Regions from separate parts of the Triticum aestivum genome. Here region 1 is linked to region 2. The links are chromatin contacts, called in public Hi-C maps. All regions are on one chromosome and are shown on one strand. The core of a region is the stretch at or near the end of the contact, and the rest is flanking DNA. Distances in the headings are between cores, read along the strand shown. Region 1 has its middle 31 kb from the start of LOC123141746. Region 2 holds the start of LOC123145385 (homeobox-leucine zipper protein HOX16).

Region 1 (6,117 bases), core at 2,036-4,535, 160 kb after region 2:
AAAATATATACTATACGTGGACTTATGCTCTTATGGTACATATCTCGTTGGTGAGCGGCATGAGATTGACTCACGGGTTGTTCCAATCCTTCGCTTGATATCGTTGAAGCGCAACGGAAGGATTTTCGACAAGGCGGCTATGCTCCCTTCTCTTGTCATCGCGCGTACCAAGGTGCAGTTTGCATTGTGGAAACTTGCGAGATTGAGAACTATCTAAGTGTATGTCGTTGGGTGGAGTTGGTTGTAGCCGGATGTGATTGTATCCTACAAACTTATGTATTACCCCTTTTCTTCTATAGTATTACAAAAGACACGCAAAGCTCTTGCATGTTCTTAGAAAAGATAGAATTTTCATATGAGCACATTATGTCAGATAAAAATGATGATTATTATGATTGCAATTTTTTTATTTTATAGCATTTTTTCAAATCCATGAATCATTTCCTATTTTCATTACCTTGGATTAAGAATCCACCACCCTCAAACCTTAGCACGATTATTTAGGTTGGTTTTGCATTTTGAAAGTTTCAGAAAACAATTAAAAATGTGTATGTGGGTGTTATGGACTATGAACATGCACGATTCAACCAAAAATACGACAATGTCTATTCCATTGAAAATGTAGACAAAAACAAACTATTGTATCTCTTGTCATTCTTGCACATGACACAAATAGTTATATAGTTTTTGATAAAATTCTGCTTATTTTTGGCATTATGTTCCTTTTGGCATACTACCAACAATGAAATGCAAAACCAGCATATAGTCGTGCTAGGGTCGTGGTTGGCCGGATTTAGAAAGTTTGCTTTTAATATGGACAAGTTCATTGTTCAAGGTTTAGACGGGATTGGCACTGACGTTCAAGGTTAAAACTATCTTATTTCTTTACGCATGGAGCGATCACCATCTCAACCTATGTACCATAGGACAGACCAATTCAAATGCTTGAACCATAAACCATGTCGCTCTATTGCAATCCCAATGAAACTACTGCTAAGGTAGATCATGTAACCCCCCCACACAAAATAGAAGGGACGTGGAAAATAAAAAAGGGTGGTTCTCTATCAAATGCCATGCATAATTGAGAAACGGCCAGTGGTTTCGGCTGTAATAAGGGTGGTTGTACCCTCAACCCACCTAGGATACAATCCTATGTTTCACGCCGTGTGTTTCTCAAATAAAAGACACAAATTTTTTATTAAGAGGAGACACTCATGTCTATGTGATACATTTATGGTGACTTTGTTAATCATGAAGCTCCCTGTCTTTAGTCCTCATGAGATGTGTGTGCGTGCGTGTGTGTGTGTGCGCGCGCGCGTGTGTGGTCACTACATCGTCGGTGCGCATACACAAAAAGCTAGACTACATTACTTAGAATAGCTATCGCCGGCTTAGGGCGAGATATATGCAATTTAATTTGTTTTTTCAGGGGATATGTGCAATTTAACTTTCTTTCGTGTCTTCTTCCTAGTTGCGTCGGCACAAATAGGAAGGTTGAACAAGAAACACACATTTTCGCAATTGTTATGAAAAATGTATAAAGTCAATGTAAACACAATTGGCCCTGTGGATCTGGTTGTATGGCCTTATTGACGCAAACCTGCCACACTTGAGTCTGTCACGCTTGCATAACATTCAACAATGCCCTTCAGTCAGACATTTGGATGATGAAGTGGACTTAATATGAGGTATATAGTCGAGTAAATTTCACGTTTAGTCCTTGTACTCGCTGGCTTGTAACGTGGTTGTCCTGGTACTCGCAAAATGCTCCATTACGGTCTTCAAACATGTTGACATTGATCCCCATGAAGATTATGGGAGTATAATTCTGTTGCGATGATATAAAGGAGTATATCGATCACTTGTCAAATCACCATCCATTTCATAGATTACTAATTAGTAAATCTAAAATCAGTACAATGTGGATAAGTATTCTTTTTCCTTGGAAATTAATTAATGAAAGTGGGGGGCAACAAGATTTAAAGATTGATGAACAGTACGTCGATCGGTATATTGCCTCAATATTCTCGTAGGGAAGAAGCCTATTTTGTCACAATGTCATCCACTCAAGAGAAGAAGAAGGAAAAAAATCTAGCCTTTTCTCCCAGTCCCTGTCCCATGCTGCTTTTCACTGTTTCTAATCTGTGGTGATGTATCACTTTCACGTCTTCACCCACCTTTCACTATGACTTTCCCAAGAATAACAAAGTCACCTTAACCTGGCGGTACTTAATCAGGAGTGCACACACACAAACATGAGTTGCTCTCTAAGTTGTAAAAAGTATACGTATATATATATTTATCCTCATCTTATGATTTTTTTTCAAGGACACTATCCTCATCTTATGATAACAAAGTGCATGTAGAAGCCTAATTTTTTGCATCTGTTGAATTGTTGCTAGCGCTTGACTGGATTATCCCATAGATAAACTAGTGTCCTCACCAGGAGTAGTTAATTGCCCAGGTCTAACAGGGTTATGACAAGAGCATTTCCCGCTAGCGTGGCCCTGATTGGACGCGGGAGCACCTTTTGTCCTTTGCAGCCCCCACCCACGTTTAGACAAAGCATAGCCAAATATTCCACCCCTGCTCTCCTCCTCGACGGCGACGGCGACGGCGACGTCGCATGCAGGAAGGATTATAGGTGCTACGAAAGCTAGCGCTAGTAATGGCGTGTCAATGTGTGCCATACACCGGGTCGGTCGTGCTGCTGCTCTATTTGTGCTAATCTTCTGTGCTCATCGCTTTGGAAGCAAAATCTAGTCTGGGGATTGAGATTGGCCTCACATTCCCAAAGCATCTTCCGCGGTTGCGATCGGTCGTGTCGTGTCGCTGGAAGAAGGGAAGGGAAGGGAAAGGAAATGGAATTCATTTCTGAGGGTGACTGGAAATACAGACAGGCGGCGGGTGAAAGGTTGAGGCGCGGCTGAGACGGACGTCGATCGATTTGGAGTGGGAGGTGATAAGCGATCTCTTAATTACGTGACGTTTTGTATGGGATGGGACGGGACGGGACGAAAGGAGAGAGGCCGGATAGAGGAGGGGATATGATGAGACGAGGCGACCGGAGTGACAAGGGAACAAGAACTTGCTTGCTTCTCGCCTGCTGCGCCCTCTCAAACTCTCACTGGCCTGGTAGGTGCGGGCTCGCGGAGTCGCGGTTGTACCAGCACTACATGGTGGTTCGCGGCGTGGACGGCGAATCGGGTGACGAGGAGGAGGCGACACGACACGCAGCGCCATGGGGCGGAGGAACAGGAGCAGATGGTGGGGGCTCGGCTCGGATCGGAGCGTAGGGTGGGGGGTGCGGGTGCGAGCGAGCGAGTGGACCAGTAGGCACCGGGCGCATCTGCTACTGGTCGATCGGCGCTTTCCACGCACACAACCCCTCCTGCTGCTTCGGCCATGTTCCGTGTCCCCCCATCCGACGCCCGCACGTACTCCGCGTAGGGACCGTCCCTCCCTCCCTCCCTTCTGAGTTTCAGTGCCCGGGTTCGATCGTCCACCACTGCACGCGTGGTTTGTCTCCAGCAACTTCACTCACTGTTCTCTCCTGCTGCTAGTCTGCTACCGCCACTGCTAACGTCCGAACTGGCGTATGACGGTTCGGTACGGCTGAACAATTTGGTTACCCTGGAGAGCAGTCCTGGAATATTTCCTCTCTCCAGTATTGCCACTCCCTACGCGATCAACCATCAATGTGACTCATGTAGCTACGGTGGTTTAGACATGTTCATCTCGACGACTCCTATCGCCAACAATCCTCCAGCTGGAGGCACCAACAGTACATGGATGTGATATATGATGCCTTTTTATACTTTTTGAAAAGGTGATGCCTTTCTATATGTGTAGATTACATATAAATATAAACATGCGAGTCTAAGAATGCCAAACAATACATGCACTGTTTGCTGTCACAAAACCACAAATTTGTCTTAGTATGTACGTAGCTCACATGTTGAAGTATCCAGATGAAAATTTGCAACTATTTAGAATACATCTATATAAATTGTTTATAATTAAAAAATATCAATAAAAATGATACAAACAAAAATTTCTTGTGATAAACATCGTGCAAAAAAAAAACAATAAAAGGACTCGGATAAAAACGAAAGTTACACCAACTCATTCCTACTTGTCCTTTCAAATTTTTTGTTGTTGAGGGAAACTAGTGTTTTTTTTTAAATTAGAAACTTGTATGCTTAGTGGAGCACACATCACATTAATACTCAGAAGGACAGGAATACAATATGCCAGGAGAGTCTAGCGGGTTGTTTGGTTTGAGACTAAAACTTTGCCAAATGTTGCCACACCTAAGGTTAGGCAAGTTTGACCAACTTAGGTGTGTGTGTTTGGTTCAAACCATATTTTAGGCAAGCCGCATTAGGGTCTCACATCACATACACTCAAAAAATGTGGCAAGATTCTCTTAGACTTGCCAATTTGTGGCTCTTATTTTGAAGAACTAACCTTAGGCAAGTTTGGCAACATTATATGGCAAAGTGTGGCACTCCTAGGCATAGAACCAAACAATCCATAGGTCTTGCCTATTGCCAGATCGAGAAATGTCTAGCGCTCAAAAAGCCGCCACAGCGAGTCGGCCCACGTTCACCAGTTTTTCCGTATGTTTGCCAAAAATATTTTAGGATTATGTTTATTTCATAAATCACTTTGCTTCAATTTTAGCAAAGTTCGCCGCATATTAAAAAACATGAAATGTATATTTTTGTTCAAGTAATTTAATTTTTTCAATCCATTAAAAAATGTTTGTACCATTATAAAATTGTTGCCACATTTAAAAATCTGTTCATGAAATATTTTTAAAATATTCATGAAATTTTTGAAAAAAGGCACTGCATTTAAAAATATATATTCAAGGTGCATTTTGTAATGCTTAACGTGTATTTTGGATAAATACTCATAGTGTAAAAATTGTCTAGTGTATATTTGAAAAAATTTCAACTTGCATACGCCAGCCATTCAACGTATATTCGAAAAAAAGTTGACAAGCATTCAAAAACAGAAGAATATAACTAAAAAAGGAACAAGAAAAATAAATAAATAAATAAAACAAAAGAAATAAATAAGGAAATCTTCTAAAACTACCCGTACCGGTTTATAGAAGCTTCCTAAAACCGCTCCTAGGAAGCTTCTGAAAACGGCACGAATGCACGTTATTGGGTCGGCCCACTTGCGGAAGCGCGAGAGGTGAGAAAAGAATATATCTCGCAATAGGCCAGACATAGCTCTCGCGCTAGATGCTAGCCTATTTGAAAATATTGTAGGCTGAGGCAGAAGTTGGCCAAGGTGCTAGTCCAGAGAGGTTATATTTGGGTTAGCCAAAATAACAAGAATGAGCTTCCATTTGAACTTGGTCCACGCACGGATTGAATGGGGGGCGCTTTGCCTCGGAAGGCTCCTATGTGGCGCCTCAAGCACCACTTAGAGAAACCGGCGCTCACGCTGGGCCGGTCCACCATGGCAAACAGGTGGCTCGCTCAAGTAACTTCATATGACCGCGAATAAAAGTCACTGTTGTTTGTAGTGTAGATGTTTGAGCTAACTATTGACTAAATGTGTTGACCTGTTGGCTTGTTGTTCAAGTAATAAAAAAATTCAATCCATTTAAAATGTTTCTATCACTCTAAAAATGTTGCCTGATTCAAAAAGCTATTCATGACATATTTCAATAATATTCATATTTTTTCGGAAAAATTTCATTGCATATTAAAAAAATAATATTCAAGGTGCATTTTGTAATGCTTGACGTGTATTGCGGGTAAATGCTCGTACTGCAAAAATTGTCTAATGTGTATCTGAAAAATGTTCAACTTGCATAGGACAACCGTTCAATGTATATTCGAAAAAGTTGACAATCATTCAAAAATTGAAAAAACACTAAAACAGGAACAGGAAAAATAAATAAATAAAACAAAAGGAAAGGAAAGAAACAATGAAATCTTCTAAAACCGGCCATACCGGTCCATATAAGTTTCCTAAAACTGCTACCAGGAAACTTCTGAAAATGGCACCAATGCATGTTATTGGGTCAGCCCACCGGCAGAAGCACGAGAGGCGAGAAAAGAATATGTCTCGCAATAGGTGAGACATAGTTGT
Region 2 (5,847 bases), core at 1,032-3,531:
TAGAACCTTTCCATAGTACTATTCCTTGCATCTATGGCCTTTTCATATTTTTGGAGAGGCCAAAAAAAAAAACCATGAGCGCACGTACAGTAGTTGAGAACGGGGCCAGCTTTTGATCTTGCAAAACTCACACGACATTAGCAGTAGATGATTAAAAATCTCATTTGACATGATGTACTGTGCCATAAGAATGAGGCTCTGACTCCGTTCACTTATTTCCCGTACATCACGACAGATTTTACCACCGATGTATTACCCTAACTCGTAGTACAATGCATATGCATACAACTTGGTCGATCGTAGTGACCCAAGATTACAGCGGGAAGCATACAAGGAGAGAAAACAAAACGCCACGATTTCTTTTACTGATATACTCCGAAATTGATCGATTCCACGGCGCACGCACGCACGCTTCTTGATGCGTGCGCGAGCCTAGTTCCACATCCAGTAGCTGATCTGGCCGTCGTCCTGCTGATCGTCGTCGTCCGTGTGATGGTGGCCGTGCCCTTGCGCGGCGGCGAAGAAGACGGCGGCGTCGTCGGGGTAGTAGCTGCAGCCCTCGTCGCTGCCCGCGCCGTCGTCCTCCTCCGACTGGATGCCGCCCGCCACGGGGCCCATCACGCACTCGTGGTACTCGTCGCCGCCGGCGCCCCCCGGGAAGCAGTACGAGTCCACGCTGCTGTCCACCACGCCGGCGAGACCGCATCCGCTCCCGAGCAGCGCGTCCCTCGCGTCCAGCACCGCGCTCCCGCCGCTCCCCGGGCTCAGCCTCTCCTCGTCCTTCACATGCAGCTGCTGCTGCACCACCTCGAACGCCTCCGCTGCCGCGGCATGTTCCTCGGCGTTGGCCAAGGAAGCCTTCGCCTCCGCCGCCGCCTGCTCCGGCTCCAAGGCGTCGACGGCTGCACCGAAGCTGCCTTCCGGCGCCTCCTTATCTTGCATCTTCTCGGTCAACGTTACCACCTGACGGCACAAAGATGGATGGATCTCCCAAATCAAACTCAGCGGCGGAAGCCCCGGTGCCCGGCCGGTGATGAAGCGTGGTTGTTGACTTCGATTATTTACCTGTGACCGGAGCCGGTGGTTGTCCTGGAGGAGGGCGTCGTGGTCGGCCCGGAGGGCGTCGAAGGACGCCTTGAGGCGGTCGAAGTCGCGCTCCAGCGTCTTTGTCTTCCACCGGGCGCGGCGGTTCTGGAACCAGACGGCCACCTGGCGTGGCTGCAGCCCGAGCTTGCGGGCCAGCTCCGTCTTCCTCTCCGGCTCCAGCTTATTCTCCTCCTCGAAGCTCCTCTCCAGCAGGTGGACCTATACACGTACGCGTGGCGCGCATGCACCATCAGAATTAATTCGGATGAACAGAGCATCATCTTCACCACTGTAGCAGCGAATTGTCACCTGCTCCGGGGTGAGGCGCCGCTTCTTCTCCGGGAGCTGCTCGTCGTAGTACTCCTCCTCGAGCATGTCATCCGGCGAGGTGAAGAAGGGCCGCTTCACGCCGCGCCCTTCTTCCATGCCGCCGAGGACCGGTCTCACCCCTTCATCACTCAAACATGGCAACCCCAATCAGTACACCAATCACTCTCCACTCTCCACACAATCAAGAAGGCGAGACCTACTAACGAACCAAACAACCGGGATCGAGAAAACTAGTAGTGGATGAGAATATAATACCTCGATGGAACATGCCGGCCGCGCCGGCGATGCCGCCGGCGCCGCAGTCCATGAAGAGCATCTGTCCGTTGCCGGAGCCCGACGTGTTGAAGATGAGCCGGCCGGGCTCCATCGCAGAGAAAGCTTCAAGAAGTTGCCTTGGTTGGTTGTCGATCGAACGGGGGGCGGAATCAAATGAAAAAGACGTATATATACAGCTGCTGCGCGGCGGAGGGGCTCTTATAAGAAGCAGGACGAGGAGGCGATCATGGCGGCGAGCTTGTGGCGGAAGAAGCTGGTGCTCCACAGAAGCCGCGTGGGCGTCTTCATCGGCATAAGCGAAATCCCCATCATACACGCCCCAGTCCCGAGGTCCCGAGAGATCTCCTCAGCCCTGCCGGGAGGAGACCGCTCAAAGGAAGAGCAGGCAACCTAGCTACACCTCTCGCCGGAGAAGACGCAGCCGGAGCGGGACAACTCGGCCGGCCGGAGAAGAGGTTGGTGGTGGAAGGGAGCCCAAGAAGAAAAGGAAATCTTTTCTTGATTTTCTTATTGAGGGATCACTATTTTTCTATTGCGCTTATAGTATTTTTTTTCTTGTGGAGGATACTGATCGGCTAAAGTTTGAAGAAATGGGGAGGAGGCTTCTTATAGGCGCCGGGGCGGTGTGGATTGACGAGTTTGTCCCTTGGTGGCAGCGGTGGGTGGGACGAATTGGCGGAGGATCGAGACGGAACCAACGGAGCTGGACGCCGGGTGTCTGATCTTGATATTCTGATGTGATCTTTTGCTCTCAAAGGTAAAAAAAGTGTGCTCCTAGTTATAGGAATTACAAGGTGTTTTTCTCTTTTCATGTCGAAACCTAGAACTTACAGTGTGCTCTTTTTCCCTTCCGGAAAAGACCTTACATGGTGTGGAGGTTGGAGAAGGCTCTCTATGCTATCAAGATCTTTTGTGGATGGAACCATGTTTTTTTCTCATGTGTTGAGTTTATTCTTGTGATAATAAAAAAGACACACGCTCGTGCGTACGCAAGTATATGGGCACCCACAGTCACCAATAGAGGCATGCCAGCGAATCAAATTTTCGTGTGGTGAAGATTAGGGATAAATATGTTGAATATACCAGCATGAGGTCGTATTCATCCGGGTAATGTTAGACCTACGTAATTTTTGTTACGTGTTTTACGTAAGCAGCAACGTGGATCAGTATTATTGGACCGGGGAGGAGCGACATGGCCCACCCACTGAAATTAGGGGGGGGGGGGGGGGGGGGCGAGAAGAGTAGATTGGAAGTTTACGTAGGGAGTTTGTAGCGGGTTCGTAGGTCTAGCATTATCGGTATTCACCCCATTGCTAGAGTCTAAGGTTTGTGTAGCTTGTGCATTCAATCTATTTTTTTTCATTGTTGGGACTATCTATCAATTATGTTTAGCTAAATAAGTACCTTAATTACAAAATCTCTCTCTTTCTCTCTCATTTTTTAGTTATTTAAGATTTGAACGACATGCTCTAACTTCTATATGGATCTAGTAGTATCAATTTTGGTGGCGTCAATGTCGATTCTCTTCTCATTAAAGCGTTTCGTCAGATCCTAACACGACATATATGTTATTCGAACCTGGGTCACCCCCTTTCCCTTACTTTGATGATGGGCAATGTAGTAGTTGCTCAAGAAACCAAACACATGTTCCTTGTCGTCGAAGAACCACAGAGCAAAGCCTGTTACGTATTCAACTACAATTCCAAAACAATTAGCTATTTGAGCCTTGGTCTGCACTTCAGGGTGTTTCCCCCCTTAGAGCATCTACAGTCGGACTTCTCAAATTGACCGGGCGGGCGCGGGTACCACTGACCAGACAGGAGAGAGATGCAAAAAGTAGCAAAAAGTTGACCCAACCGGACTCCTCATATCATCCCTATACGCCCGGGCTGTCCGCGAACCCTCATATCCATCTGAAATATGGGGAGGATATGAGGGCTCGCGGACGTGCCCGGTCAGTCCGCCACATAGGACGCGTCCCCACCTGGACCATCTCTTCTCTTTCTTTATTCATTCTTTTCTTTCTCTCTCTTCATCTCAACCAATCACATGCACATGACAGGACATATGGGGAAGAAAATGAGGAGTGTGGCCGGATAAATAGGGGTTCAAAACAGACATGACCGGTCACTGACCGGACGCATCCACGGGCTTTTGAGGGGTCGAATTAGAGGTACGTAGCTGAAGATGCTCTTAACTTGTACAACTTCCATTATCCAAACTGTAAAGACATGAACTAGGTTAAATCTAGCTCGGCAACAGCATAAACAGAGCTAGAAACTCTACCAACTCTCTTTGCAATTGAGCTACATACCCTTTTTTTAGGTACATATATCCTACTCATGCATGTCATGTATCATTGTGCTAACCTGTGGTCAAAGATAACCTTAAAAAACGTATTAGGCCCTATATAAGTATATAAGTGGAAGGGGGGAGTAATCAGTTCAATTATGTATTAGTACAAGTTTTCAACCATCTATGCCATAACTATACTTTTGATGACAACTTGCTGTAAAGAAAACTATTGATCCCAACAATCAGCAGCCCTGATAAAAACCAAGTGGAGCAGCACATTCAGCGAACGAAATGGTACAGATACTGAATGCAGGAAACAGTACTCCATCTGCTAAAAATTATTCGGCACCCCGTAGTGTGGCCGCACCAGATCCAAGAGGAGCGCCAGGTGTCCGGTAGCCAATTGGTGACGGGTCCATGCCGCCCTGTCGGGGTAACGCTGCCTAGCGAGTCCACGGAATCCGTATCATCCAACCGGATGGAGTCCACGGGTAAATAGGCCTTGACGTCCGGACGGCGAATGACCGTTTTGCCCCCCAAACCCAGACGCCGCGGCAAATTTGCTTGCAGCCCCCGATCGATCCCGGAACCGGACGCCGCAGCACGTTAGGAGCAACCATGTGGCCAACCGTGTGGTGTGCTCACCGGGAGACATGCAAGTGTGGTAGGACAACGCAGGGTCTGGTCCATGTGGGCGTGGACACGTGGTAGGGCACCACGAGATTCCCTCGGGCCTCGTCGATCCATTCCGATCCCATGCATGTTCTGGCCAGGTTTCCAACGATTTTCGGCATATAATCCCATGTGGAAACAATTTTGTGCAGGGGAACTCCATGTGGAAGCTCGATTTGCTGTGTTTTCCGCGTATACTTTCGTTTTGTTATTCTACTGGTGTTTTTGTTAGAACAGTCACGGATCTATTATGAAAAAAAAACTGAAAGTACAAAGCACCTCAAACATCGGAAATGCCAAACGAAGACCGAGCTCCATGGAGGACCGAGCTGCACGGAGCTTCGGTGGAGACGTCAAGTCATGCCTGACCGACAGGTGCTACACTTTGTCATGCCTGGTCGGCAGGTGCTACGCATGACAGATCTTCCAAGAACTTCAAGCTGTGTCGGCTGGTGGTACTTGGCAGCATGGCGCTGACGTGTATCACTGGCGACCGCGACGTGCTCAGCTGTTTACGCGCAGGGAGGAGGTGCCGTTGGGCGCCGTGGTGGCGTCGACGATAGCTAGACCGAGCAAAAGGTTGATGCATCAATACAGTTCTGAAGATGGAGCGGTGGCAGTTGGCGACGGCGGCCTCTGAGAGCACGCCGGACCAGTGTGTGCCCCAGACCCGGCAAGTGGCTAGGTTGGGGTCTCAGGTCTTAGATGTTAGGCTTGACTGCGATGTCTGTTTGGTATTAGGCCCAGGCTATCTGCGCCCCTTCATCAACTGGATAGGTGTAGCGACATTTGTTGCTTAGACGGCGGCTTTAGTCTTACTATTGTATGACTTTGTAAGGTCTTGTGAAAATAATTAATAAAGTGGTCGTATGCATCGCCCAGATGCAGAGGCCGGGGGTCATCCTCCTTTTCTAAAAAAATGAAGGCCTTTATTTAAAAACTACAAATTTACAATTTTTTGTTTCAAAAATTTCTGAAAACAAATACACATATACCTAGATACATAATGTACAAGTGTGTAAATTTTCATAACGAAGTACATTAAAATGGAAGCTACACAAAAAAGACAACTCTGAGGCTTCTTAGTATATGTATTGTTCATCTTTAAAGTCCATGATTTTGTTTTTTTTGTGCAGCTCGCAATTCAAGGTACTTCATCCTAAAAAATTTCACACATACACTTTACAT

The links. Hi-C and Micro-C count contacts between places; a contact is called where the count stands out from the background.
Region 1: a contact with region 2 is called in a Hi-C map of leaf, with 2.9 times the contacts expected there. The contact joins the enhancer-like site here to the promoter of LOC123145385 in region 2. A contact is called at or near these places in 2 of 5 Hi-C or Micro-C datasets (leaf and root) and 1 of 1 datasets of contacts at active chromatin or transcription factors (leaf).

What each region holds. Positions count from the first base shown.
Region 1 is chr6D:402,367,911-402,374,027 of IWGSC CS RefSeq v2.1, forward strand. No RefSeq gene overlaps it. Among protein-coding and RNA genes, the nearest start is that of LOC123141746, 31 kb to the right of the region's middle. Within about 2 kb of position 3,286, at least 7 of the 8 cell types and tissues checked have an H3K27ac peak or open chromatin away from gene starts, as enhancers often do. A contact at or near this core is called in leaf and root, where this site is marked.
Region 2 is chr6D:402,206,004-402,211,850 of IWGSC CS RefSeq v2.1, forward strand. LOC123145385 (homeobox-leucine zipper protein HOX16) reads right to left here and starts at 2,282. Exons shown (of 4, transcript XM_044564787.1): 1 at 1,672-2,282; 2 at 1,396-1,535; 3 at 1,066-1,305; 4 at 145-963. The coding sequence starts at 1,783. The coding sequence ends at 433.